2 separate regions of the Arachis hypogaea genome follow, and region 1 is linked to region 2. A link is a contact called in public Hi-C data. All regions are on one chromosome and are shown on one strand. The core of a region is the stretch at or near the end of the contact, and the rest is flanking DNA. Distances in the headings are between cores, read along the strand shown.

Evidence for each region. Hi-C and Micro-C count contacts between places; a contact is called where the count stands out from the background.
Region 1: a contact with region 2 is called in a Hi-C map of an unstated tissue, with 2.4 times the contacts expected there. The contact joins the promoter of LOC112802117 here to the enhancer-like site in region 2. A contact is called at or near these places in 3 of 8 Hi-C or Micro-C datasets (leaf and an unstated tissue).

Annotation. Positions count from the first base shown.
Region 1 is chr5:96,979,112-96,985,704 of arahy.Tifrunner.gnm2.J5K5, forward strand. It overlaps LOC112802117 (transcription factor bHLH68), which reads left to right and starts at 1,419. Exons shown (of 9, transcript XM_025845169.3): 1 at 1,419-2,416; 2 at 2,776-3,070; 3 at 3,666-3,743; 4 at 4,101-4,166; 5 at 4,898-4,963; 6 at 5,228-5,287; 7 at 5,543-5,590; 8 at 5,858-5,905. The coding sequence starts at 2,175. All of the region lies in intron 3 of LOC112802118 (a long non-coding RNA gene), which reads right to left.
Region 2 is chr5:96,940,337-96,946,848 of arahy.Tifrunner.gnm2.J5K5, forward strand. No RefSeq gene overlaps it. Among protein-coding and RNA genes, the nearest start is that of LOC112802116, 26 kb to the left of the region's middle. Within about 2 kb of position 1,840, at least 2 of the 3 cell types and tissues checked have open chromatin away from gene starts, as enhancers often do.

The DNA.
Region 1 (6,593 bases), core at 169-2,668, 38 kb after region 2:
AATCGGTGGAATGATCAATGATCACACTTTTTTGTTTTTGGAAGAACTATTTATTAATTTTGCAGGTAAATAAAACAGAGAAACTTTTGAGTTGGATCAGTCTTATGAATCATCCCATCACAAAGCATTTATTAGGTGAAGAGAAAAAATGCATCCATCGTTTATGTAGTTAGTTCTAAAAATCATATAGGGACAAAAAAGATTAGTTATTAATCAACGGTCGAATAAGAACACATATGAAAATATAATAATTATATATTTACATGAATAATTAAATTTATAGACAATATAATTAAAAATGATAAATAATATAATCAAATTTCATAAATTATATCGTGAAACTAGATTTTATATTTATCTACGAATTAAATATAATAAAATTTGACAAAAATTAAAAAAAATAAAAGATATATAGATTAATTCTTTAAAAATCTTAATTATGAGAAGGTAAAATAGCAACAAATTTTAAGAGTTTTACGGCAGTTTCAAATTGTCACAATATAGATTAACGGTGTTTGGTGAAATGACGACTTTTAGGTTTTAAGATACCAGCAAATAGATTTTTAATAATTACCAACAATCCCTAATATAACCGTCACTATATCTAATATCGTGTGGTTTGTATTTTCAGAAATTTTAAATAGTTATTATTTGAAAACATGAAATTTTCATTGTTGCCTTTCTATTTTCGCCTTTATTAAGATTTAAGACAATTTGTGTTTCCCCACATACACGATACAAACATGATAGTCAATTGCCATTATGATTTAAAGGTGCGCTAAAATTTGACTTAATTTATTTGATTTTGAGATTAGGATTAGGTTCATCTATATTATGTTGCTAGTGTAAATGTTTTACCCGTGCGTAATAAACATTTTGGTATAATTTATACTTGAACCTCAATCAATCTTTTATTCAAAGCAACTTTACGATCTAAAAAAAATTATGAGTAAAGAATAAATCGGTCTCTATATTTTATCTTAAAAATAAATAAATTATCGACTAATTAAAAATATAAAAATGTATTTTAATTTTTAAAATATAAAATTTTTAAATTCATTTGAGGGACCGATTTGTCCTTATATATTTTACACGAAAAAATTTAGATGTCTCATATTTTAAAATGTCATATTTGTTTTTATATTTCTAATTAGTCAATAATTTATACATATTCGAATTAAAAAATTAGAGACTTAATTATAAGTATACAAAGAAGGTTTAATTAATTATTTTAAAATATTACAGTTATTTTCTTAATTCAAGTTAATATTCAAATTTGAATACTTATTGCCATGGACAACCACTTAATGGAATGAGTATGATTGTTTTGAGTCAAGGATGAATAAGAAGGTTTGTTTAGCTTGGATAAGTCAAATTAATTTGTTTTAAAAACATCCATCCTTAAAAGTTCTTGTAATGTGAAAGCCTTCATAGAATGCCACGTGGCTCGATATGATCGAAATATCATTCACCTATATAGTTATTTTTTCTGAGACGTATGCATATATCTTGAAAAGTTTGGAAAATATATACCTTCTTAAATCATTTTCCTAAATATTCATTTAGCTTCCAAATGAGAGAAATTGTTTTTTTTTTTTGGTTTAATATATTTTTCAAATATTAAATACATAAAAAATTTCACTATTTAAAAATTAAAATAATAAAACATCATTAGTTTATTATTACACATATTAAGAGATTTTATCACTGCTCTCCACATATGTTTTTGGGTTTTCTTAATTATGCGAAATGCTACCACCTTTTCTGTCCCACTTTAAGATAAAGCAAAAGCAAGAAAAGAAATTACACGAAAGGAAGAAACAAATAAAGAAAAAAAATGGAAAAAGAAAAGCAATAAAGAAAGGAAAGAAAACAAAGACTCAAAGCTCCATGATTATTCAAATTCTTTCAAAAACAGCTCCTTGGAGTGGTGGTGTTCTCCTTACTACTTAATCAACCTCAAGGAGCACCTCTCAAAGTTTCTACACAAAAGAACTTTATTCTTTTTAAGAGGGGCAAGAACATCAAGAAAGCAAAGGGAGGGAAAGAAAAAAAAAAAAGAAAGGAAAAATTTATTTTGTTCCTTTCTAAGACGAAATTTTTTTTTTTATAAAAAAACGAAAGAAGAGGAAGAGAAGGAGAAGCAGAAGCAGAAGAAAGAAGAAAGACAAAAAATGAATAGAGGAGTTGTTCATGGGTCGCCGGTGCAACAAATAATGGCGGCCGGAAACCCTAATTGGTGGAACATCAATAGCATGAGGCCTCCACCTCTTCCACAAGCTCCTCCTTTCTTGTCTACAACTCCTAATTCTTCAAACTTTCTCACCCAATATTCTTCTTCTTCTTCCTCTCTTCCTTTGCCTCCTTCTTGGCATGAAAATCAAGAGCTTCCTGAGTCATGGAGCCAGCTACTCATGTATATATATATCTATATCTCTCTCTTTCAATTCATAGCTTCTTAGCTTTTTAATTTCCTCTCTCACATGTAGTATACACACACTAAAGATCACTAACAACATCACTGCATGGCAGGCCTAACAATTATTATTTCAAGAAACAAAATTTTATTATCTTTTAAAAATTTCACATGATCTAAGTAAAGTATATCACATCTTTATTATTATTATTAATTTTTTTTTTGGAATTTTTTTAGTTCTTGCTTAATATAACTCAACTAATATTAAAAATATCTGAAAATTTTCCACACAAGAATCTTTATTTATTTATTTATTTTCCTTGATGGTGTGGTTTTAATTTGGAGTTTTGGGTTGAAAGGGGTGGACTTGTGGGTGAAGAAGATCATCATCAAATGCTAAGTCATCAAGGTGCAAATAACAATGCTTCTCTTGTTGATGTTAAGCAAGAAAGCTCAGTTAACAGCTATGTATATGGCCATGGTGGTGCAAATGAAGAACTTCAGCCATCAAAGACTGCATCTTGGTCTCCAAATTCATGTGTCACAAGCTTCAGCAGCAACATGCTTGATTTTTCAAGCAATAATAATAGTGATCATAAGACTAATATTGATGCAAGGCATCCACCACCACCACCACCAGATCGATCATCTGAGGTACCCATATTAGTCAACATTAATTACAATATTTGTTTTTTTTTTTTCCTTTCTTTTTTTTTTTTATATAACTACCAACTGAAAAATGTTTAACTCTCTTGAATAAATAATTAATTACACCAAATAAACTTGCTTTTTGATGAAACTTAATGAAGGATTCTTGATTGAATTGAGCTTCTATGTATCAAAAAAATTAAAAAAAAATCTGTATTTTTCATTATTAGCTTTTCTTGGTCAATGAGTTATTACACCAACTTACTTTCTGATGAAACTTTACCAATTAGCACCTTTGATTTTGTCCATAGAAAAGCTATCATATTTTACAATATTAAAAAATATAACATTTTCCATAAAAACATCCACTAAAGGAAATTAAATAAAGAACCATCTTCCTCTCCTTTTTTTTTCCTGATAAAAAAAGTGATGATATCACATTTTATTTTTTAAAAAAATGTTGATTAAATTTGTTTTCTTACTATTAATTATGTCTTACAACTACAAAAATTCCACATTTTTTTTATTTCAGTTTAATTCAACAAATCAATTTTTGTTATAATTAATAAAACTAAAATTTCTTTGGTTGTGAAAATTAAAGTGTAACAGCAGTGGAAGTGGTGGGGCAGTGAAGAAAGCTAGGGTTCAACCTTCCACAACTACTCAATCCACTTTCAAGGTATGTATGTATGTATGTATGTATCTATGTATGTGTTAATGCAAACTAATAACTATGAAGAAACTTCCAACCCTTGAATTCTCTTTCAGGCAAAAAAACACACACAAAATTAGAACATCATGTGGATGCTAACTGTTGTCTTTCTTGGTTGTCCATTACCCAATCATGATTATTCTCTTTATCTCTCTTTTTATTTTTTTTCTTTAACATAGCCCTTTTTTTTTCCTTATCATAAAATGGAAAAAAAAAAGGAATCGGAAAAAGTCAAATGAAACAAGAAAATAGAGCCAATTTTTGAGCATGTGCTTGAGCCCGACACAAATTAACATGTTATGTTCATCTTCTCATGAATTTCAGGTCAGGAAGGAGAAGTTAGGTGACAGAATTACTGCACTTCATCAGCTGGTTTCCCCATTTGGGAAGGTAATTAATTAATAATTTTATTAATTAATTAAGCCTTGTTTAATCAGTTCAATATGAATGCAACCATGCATATTGATTAAATAAATTAATAAAATAGGCCCATTTTATTTTAAAATAAAAAATAATGACTATAAATAAAATGTGTCTGAATTACATTTTATTTTTAAAATTTTATAAAAAAGTTAAAAATAATAAAAACAGAAAAATGTTAGAGCAAAAAATTGTAAAAATAAAAAAATAAAAAGACACATCAAAGGCAACCTAATTTTTTATTTAGTCTATCTTATATATCCACTAGCGAGCAATAGTTGATGTAATCATCCACCGTCCAAAGGAAAGAAATTAATTTTTTTAAAATATACATAGTATGTTTTTTAATATATTATTAGAGATATAATTATTTATACCGTCTTCTTTTTTTAGTTTAAGTTTTTGAAAAGAGAGATTTTATGATATAATATTAGAAGTTTATATCCAAAAAATTTAAAATTCGATTCTTGGTAAACTTCAAAAATAAAAAGATAGCATAAGATAAAAAAAAAACATACAAAAAATGAAGTAAATTTAAAAAAAACTCTTACTTAAAAAAAATATTAAAAATATAATCATTTATACTGTTTTCTCTTATTAACTTAAGTTTTTAGATGAGTGGTTTTATGATATAATAAAATATGACTATGGAGGATTTAAATTTTATGGTGTGTGGTATTTATATTTTACTTTTTTTGCAGACTGACACAGCCTCAGTGTTGTTAGAAGCTATCGGGTATATCAGATTCCTTCAGAGTCAAATTGAGGTCATTTATGTTCCTTCAATTCTCACATATTTGTACCATACATACACATTCCTTTACTAATAATCAGTTTTCCCAAACAACTATGATGAGTCAGTGATATATATATATATATCTGTGTGTGTGTGTACATAGCACGCTGTTAAAGGTTCACTTTACTTTTTTTTTTCAACAACACACCCTTTATTATTTATTATTTATTGAAGTTCTAAAACTATGTTAAACTATTTATTTTTTATTAAAAAAATTCCTTGGATATTATTTCAGGCCCTTAGTTTACCATACTTGAGCAATGGATCAGGGAACACAAGGCATCAACAACATTCTGTAAGAATATTATATATTAATTTATGATAAATCCATTTCTGGTTAATTAATTAATTTAGCATTAAGTATAATTAGCACTTCTGATGAAAGTAATTATGAAGAATAATATCACACACTCTCTAGCTCTGAGCCTTGTTGATTCTTTTTGTTCTTGCAAGTGCATCTGTGAGAATGTTATTAATTAATTAGAAATTGATGAGTAATTATGTGGTAGTAATTGAGTGATGATTGTAATTAATTATCTAATGTTATTAGGTTCATCAGGGAGAGAAAAATTGTTTATTCCCTGAAGACCCCGGTCAGGTATGCTTTTTACATTGGATCCATTAAATCTTTTAAGGGTTTTGGTGATTTTGAATTTCGAAATTTTAAAGAATTTACCTTCATTATATATTATTAAATAAAGAAAAGCATATAATTAAAGAGAAATATTGTATCAAAAGCGAGCTTTATCTGATATAATATTATTTTAATTAAACTAATGTCTTCCTTTACTACTTTACTAATTGCAAAAAGTTGAACATGGTTTATTAGATTCTCATTTTAATTTGTTTTACTTTTTGGTTATAGCTACTGCATGAAAACTGCTTGAAGAGGAAAGCACCTACTAGTGAACAGGTATGATTATTGCCCTCTTCAACTTTAATATTTTAATTTTTTTTTTGGGTTTTCTTTCATGATTTTACAATGAGAGTTTCTGTTTCATAACCCTCTTCTACTATTTCAGACCCCTTTTGTAGTATATTTTTTTATTTTAATTTTTTTGTGAATAAAAAAAAATTAAGAAAAAAAAATTACTTCTGCTTTAACAAATCTTGAAAACAAACAACACTAAAAATATAAACAAAAACAAAGCATTAATTATGTGGTAAAAATAAAATATTTTCTTCCTTAACCTTATACTCAAGGGCAAAGTCCAAAAAAGAAAAAATGCTTTAGGATACTGATTTGTGAAACTCTTTTAAAAAATTACATCAATATTTTTAAATCTTATTCTTATACTAAGAACAATGTTACATGGTTAGTAAATATTATTATTTTTTATTATTATTTATCCATCAATAATTTATATCTATATTTATATAAATTTTACATATAAACTATATTTATTAGAATTTATACACATAAATCAATATATTTTGTATTCATATTTTTTAAAATTTGTACACATAAATTATTAAAATTTATTTATTAAAAATAATATAATATTTATACTAATAAATTGATGATAACAAAAATATTAAAAATTACTGGTCCGTTAGATTTTCCTTACGCTAATTTTATTGCCTTGGATGTTATCTAATTA
Region 2 (6,512 bases), core at 590-3,089:
ATCAGAGAGATAATTATTTTTATGCATCGTCATATATATCAACTTAAATTTTTAAGTTAAATGATTTTATAAAAAAATAATGTTAAATTCTTATACGTTTTTGGTTATATTTTCAATGATTGTTTTAATCCAAATTTATAATAATTGCAGATAAACTCTCTTATTCATGCATTTGAAGTTAGACATTTGATATTGACTTAAATTGGTGACAGCCTTGGCAATTTAGTCTAATTCAGCTTATTAGTCACCGACGTGGTGATTGTCTGTGATTTCAGCAACCAATTTTGGGGTTTGGGAGAAGAATTAGGGCATTTAATTTGCATGAAAAACAAAAATAAGCATTTTTTTCATGATATTCTTTAGTTTAATAATTAAAGATTAATCTATTACATATTTAAATTTTGATTAAAAATGATCAATAAATTACTGCATGTACATAAAGTGAAATTCAAACTTTTAAAATTGGTCACTCGATCCATCCAAATTAATTGGAGAGATAAGCACTTGATCATCACTTTCAATTCTTAAAAGGTAGTAGCAGTTGTGAGAGTTTAATTAATTAGTTTCCAATACGCAAGACTATTCTATACAATAATGTGAGCATTCTAACTCAAATCACATCAAACTTATCATTTACTAAAGTCTTGTACGACATTTCTGTGTTTGTTACAAAGTATTTTAGATATTGATGCACGGTAAAAATTCAGGTGCAGTTGACTTTACGTAAAGTTGATACCTAAGTGTCGTTAGATAAAAATTTAGTCAAATTAATCAAATTATCTAATAACTCTCAAATATCAACTTTACATGAAGTCGACTACACCTGAGTTTCCACCTTAATGCATATATATTTTATATCATATAAAATAACTAAATCAACTATAAAAAAATTATCTTTATTATCTATACTTTAATGTAATTTTTGCTTATTATTTATTAACCTTTAAAGATAATCTTCTTCCATTATTTTAAATTTTTGGAACAATATCAAAATTTCTATAATAAAAAATATAAAATTCGATTCTTGTTATATTTTGAAAAATTAAAAAAATGTAAAAACAATAACAGCAAATGAAAAATAAATCAGAAGTTAATAAATTAAGTTTTGAACTAAGGAAAAACATACAAAATAAACGTGACTGGTTTAACAATAACAACATCATTTTTTGTTCTCTTGCAATTGGGTGTAAAATTAGAACTTGGATAGGCATTCTTATTAAAAGGTTAGTAATATGAAATTTCCCCCAATTTGGACTTGGAAAGGTAATATTATATCCATTTACCATGCATCTTTCATATCATTATCATCATTTAATTTTTTAATTATTAATAGTTTCATTTTATTTTATTTTATTTTTTTATACTGCCATGAAATGACTGAAAACAACTACTAATATTTTATAGGAAACGTTTTAGGTGCTCCGTGATGTATGATAATTTAATAATTTTAACCGTTATTTTTAATTATATATATTTTATGATAATTTTATGTTAAAAACCTACGAAACTTAATTCCGCTTACATCATTAGCCATTTTTTATTTTTCTTATTTTTGTGTCTCAATTCTGATATAATAATTAAGACACGCAATGATATGTTATTAAAAATACTAAATGAAACAGAAGCAGATAGATTTAAGATAAGGATGTCGTTTGTTATTAATTATTGGCAATTAGTGTGTCAAACTGTCATTTTCCATCACTTTTGGTTTGGTGATAGTTGGTCTGCAAATTCTTCTGATTGTTGCATTTATAAATTCATCATATATAGTAATCTTAATTTTTAATAATTATTTTCCTTTAGACAACGAATTGATCCCTTGATTCACACATTAACCTGATCCAAACCTATGCTATTATTATTATTATTATTATTGTTTTATTATTATTATTATTATCAGGGGTACGGTGTGGTAGTCAGATTTTTGTAAGATTCAGAAGAAGAAACTAAAATCTCATTCATACACGGAAATGTATAATCAACAAACCAACCAAGTTACATAATAGTACTATATGTACAAAAATGAATTATTATTTTAATTAGTCAAAGAATTTTATTTTCGGTAAAATAATCTTTAAAATAAAAAATTAACTTTGATGCATTGTGAATGTAAAATAATTTTAAACATATATTTAATTTTATAATATTATATTAATAAAAATAATTATTTTTTATATTGACAATGTAAAAAATTATCAAAAAAATTAATGTGATTGATATATGAAATGTTTTATACTTTGTATTAAAATTAAACTTATAAAAAATATAATTTTTGATGTTTTTAAAAATAATTTTAATATGACAGCATGGATTATATCTTTTTATAAATAAAAAATATTTTATATATTTGATTTAATTTTGTTAAAAAATATTTGTATAATTATTTAAAAAGTACAGACAAAAAAATTAAGAGATCAAAATATTATCTCTTTATTCGAAAATCTACATTTATTAAAAATGGAATCATTTAAGAGTCAAAATATTAACTTGCTCGTAAAATAATGAGAATTACTATTGTGTACAAAAATTAGAATCAGCTGAGATAGTAGTTGATTATATATCTTCCATATTTGGAATTATTTTGAATGTGCATTTTATAGCAGACCTTGAATTCGACTGTGTTCCTGAACCTAGCATGGAGCATATAGGCTAGAAGACAAGAGGTTAGTAATCCAACATGTGCTATATATATTGTTAAAATTAATCATGAAAAATTCCTTACTATATCTTACCTCACAAGTCACAGCTATATGTAAGGCCCTGTTTGAAAGAGAGATTGAAATTGAGAGATTAAAATTAAATTAAATTTTTATATTATATTTAGTGTAAAATATATTGAATTGAATTATGTTTTAATATTATATTTAGTTTAAGATAAATATGAAAATTAATAATAAGTAAATAAGTAAAGTATTATTTTTATCTTTAATATTTGGGATAAGTCTTAAAATTGTGCCTAACGTTTCAATCATTTTATTTAAATTTTTAACGTTTCAAAATTGATTCAATGTTGTCCTACCGTTAAGAATCTGTTAACAGAATTGACGGCGGGACAAAATTGAGACGATTTTGAAACGTTAGAGACTTAAATAGGACGATTGAAACATTGAAGACAAAAACGATACATAGAAATAAATTTTAATTTTATCTTTTAATAATATTAATTTTTTATTGTACATAGTATTTAATTATTTTTTAATCACATCTAAGTAACTTATACTTAATCACATTACTTTCGTTATAAATAAATTTATTTTTTATAATTTTACATTTAAAGTAATGAAATTTTTTATAAATAAATAAATTTTACACTTTCATTCTAAATAAATAATGTAATATGATTAAAATGAAAGTGTAAAGTTATAAAAAAAATTATAAGTAATGTAATTAAGTAATGAAAGTAAAATTACATTATTTAGAATGAAAGTGTAAAATTTATTTATTTATAAAAAAATTATATTACTTTAAGAGTAAAATTATAAAATAATTAATTTATTTAGAATGACTAACTATAATTTACTTATATGTGATTAAAAAATAATTGAATACTATGTACAGTAAAAAATTGATATTATTAAAGGATAAAATTGAAGTTTATATGTATCGTTGTTGTCCCCAACGTTTTCGTCCTATTTAAGTCCTTGACGTTTCAAAATCGTCTCAATTTTGTCATGCCGTCAATTCTATTAACGGATCCCTAACAGTAGGACAACATTGAGTCAATTTTAAAACTTTAGAGACTTAAATAGAACGATTGAAACGTTAGGGACAACTTTAGGATTTACCTCAAATGTTGGAGACAAAAACAATACTTTACTCTAAATAAGTTTGAAATTTAAAAAATTAATTAAATAAAAGTATCTTTAAGAATAAATATTATTAAAGTCAGAGTCTGTCTTTAAAAATTTTAGTCTTCTATATCTCTATTTATTTGAGGTACTAAAAAGATTAAAATTCTGTATCTTGAAAGTGAAATCTTAGATTGTGTTTATTTACATGTACGGTAATAAGACAGAAATACAGAAACATAAAATTATGTTTGATAAATGAGACATGGACAGATATTGTGTTTAAAGAACTGAATTAGTGTATTTTGTATCTATCTGAACAGAAAATACACAAAAATACTAACAAAAGATACAATTTATTTTTTTTATTATTCTTATTAATTTTTAATTTCATAATTATAATTTTTTTCTAATTTTTTTGAATAAAAATAACTTAGACTCTCATAATTTGTTCTAATTTATTACTAAACAAATTAAAATATAAGAACATTACTTTTTATGTATTTATTCTTTATATGTGTTTTGTTCTCAATATCTTATCTTATCTTATTCTCAAAATCAAACATAGCCTTAATTTCAGTCTCTAATCAACAAATATAATATTAAATTTTAATCTCTAATTTTAGTGCTAATCTTTAAAAACAAACACTACTTAAAGTTTACCAGAGCACTAAAAAAAAGTAAATACGTATATTAGATATAGAGTATATTATTATTTTAATTTTTAAAAATTTAGTTTTCATAAACAAAAAATAAATGACATCATCATTTCTTAACAATTAATCCGATGAAATTAAGGAACATTTTATTAGAAAATATCTTTTGAAAAATATTAAGAAATCGACATTTTTTTACCAGTTATTATGGACAATATTTTGTTTAATATCTTATTTTTTATTATTAAAATTAAAATTAAAATTAAAATTTAATATTTAAATTTTAGAATGTCAGTAAAAAATGATAAATTTTATAGCATTGTTCCTATTGTTTTGCTAATTTTATAGTTTTTAAGTTTTACACGTGAGGACGGCAAGGGAGAAGAATCCTCCAATAATTTTTATTAACAATATTATTTGACTAATAAATATTATTATTTTAAATTATTATTTAATTAATAATAATTTATATTTATATTTATACATAAAAATTATATAATTTATATTTATAATTATTAAAATTTATATTTATATTTTTTAAAATTTACATATATAAATTAGTAAAATTTATTTATTAAAAATAATTTAATATTTATATTAATTAAATAATGAACAAAATTACTAAAAACTAGCGTCACCGTTTCTGATTTTTATTCGTCGTCTTATGTTTTGGATTGTACCTCAAAGGGCATAAGGTTCCTCTTGTGAATCTTAGCTCTTAGGGCAGTGAGACACGTGATCTAGCACGTGAGCTAGCATTGCCTTTTTCTCATTTCATTTAAAATCTTCTTTTGGAATATTAATATTCTCTCACTTGTTGTGTGTTGGTTCGTAGTACTGTAAGACACGCTCACTTACATCGTAAGCAAGTATAAAGAGAAGCCAATTTAGTTTAATTAAAAATGATATTTAGTAAAATCTAAAAAGAATACATAGAAATTAAAGTGAACTTCTCACTAAAAATAAGATTTTTAAGATACGATTTGCGATCCTTTCAATGAATTTAAAGAAGACATTCACATTACAAAAAATGGGTTTTTGATTTATTTAAACAAATAATTTGTTCTATTCTAAATTATTTTAAAAAAATTTATGCTTTTGTGATATTAGTATTACAAGTGTGAGGAGTGTTGAAATTAGTCTCACATCTAAAAAAGTATGGAAGAGTGAGGAGTTTATAAGATGAGAGATCCATTAACTTGACACCGGTTGTCGAAAGCTCTCCACGTTCGGCCCGCTTGATTCCTCCTCGAAATCTCCCCGATTGTCGAGAGCTCTCCACATTAGCCCAACATGTGCATTATTTCTTCACCTCAATTTCGCAGCCATTACTAGCGTAATTATGAAGGACGTGAAAATTAATTAATACAATTAAAAGGAGCATATGAAAATTGATAATGAGTTCATGAAAATTAACAACTCTAATTGGATATATATTGGCCTTCCCTTCAACTTCATAGTTGGACGGTTCCACAAATGTCTTATTTAATCAACTTATCTACATTAAATCCTATTAACATTAATGAGTAAATAAAAATTAACAAATAAAACTGAGACTAAATAAATCAGTGTAAGATTAATTCGTCCATCTCATGTGGATCTTTATGATCGATCCTTCAATGAATGATTAAATTTGTTTTAGTTAACCAAAAATTCATTCTCAATTATACTCGCGTGACTACGAAATTGAGGTAGAAAAGTGTTTCTAATTTCGCAGTCAATGGCAAAAACGTAATCTTTTATAATGATATAAAATAAAAAATAAAAAATTCTTATATTTAAATAAATAACTAAATAAGTCACAAAAATATAGTACTTTTAAAGACATAATTTAAACCAACCTTTATATCATGGAGCTATTTTTTCATAAAATTTGAGTTTATAAGAGAAGTCACATAAATAATTATATTTTTAATATTTATTTTTATATAATATTTTTTTTAGATTTACATGAGTTTTTATATTTTTTATTTTTCTTATACTCATTTTTTAAAAAAATAATAAAAAATAAATTTTAAATTTTTCGATCATAACAGCTTTAACATCATGTCATAAAATTATTTTAAAA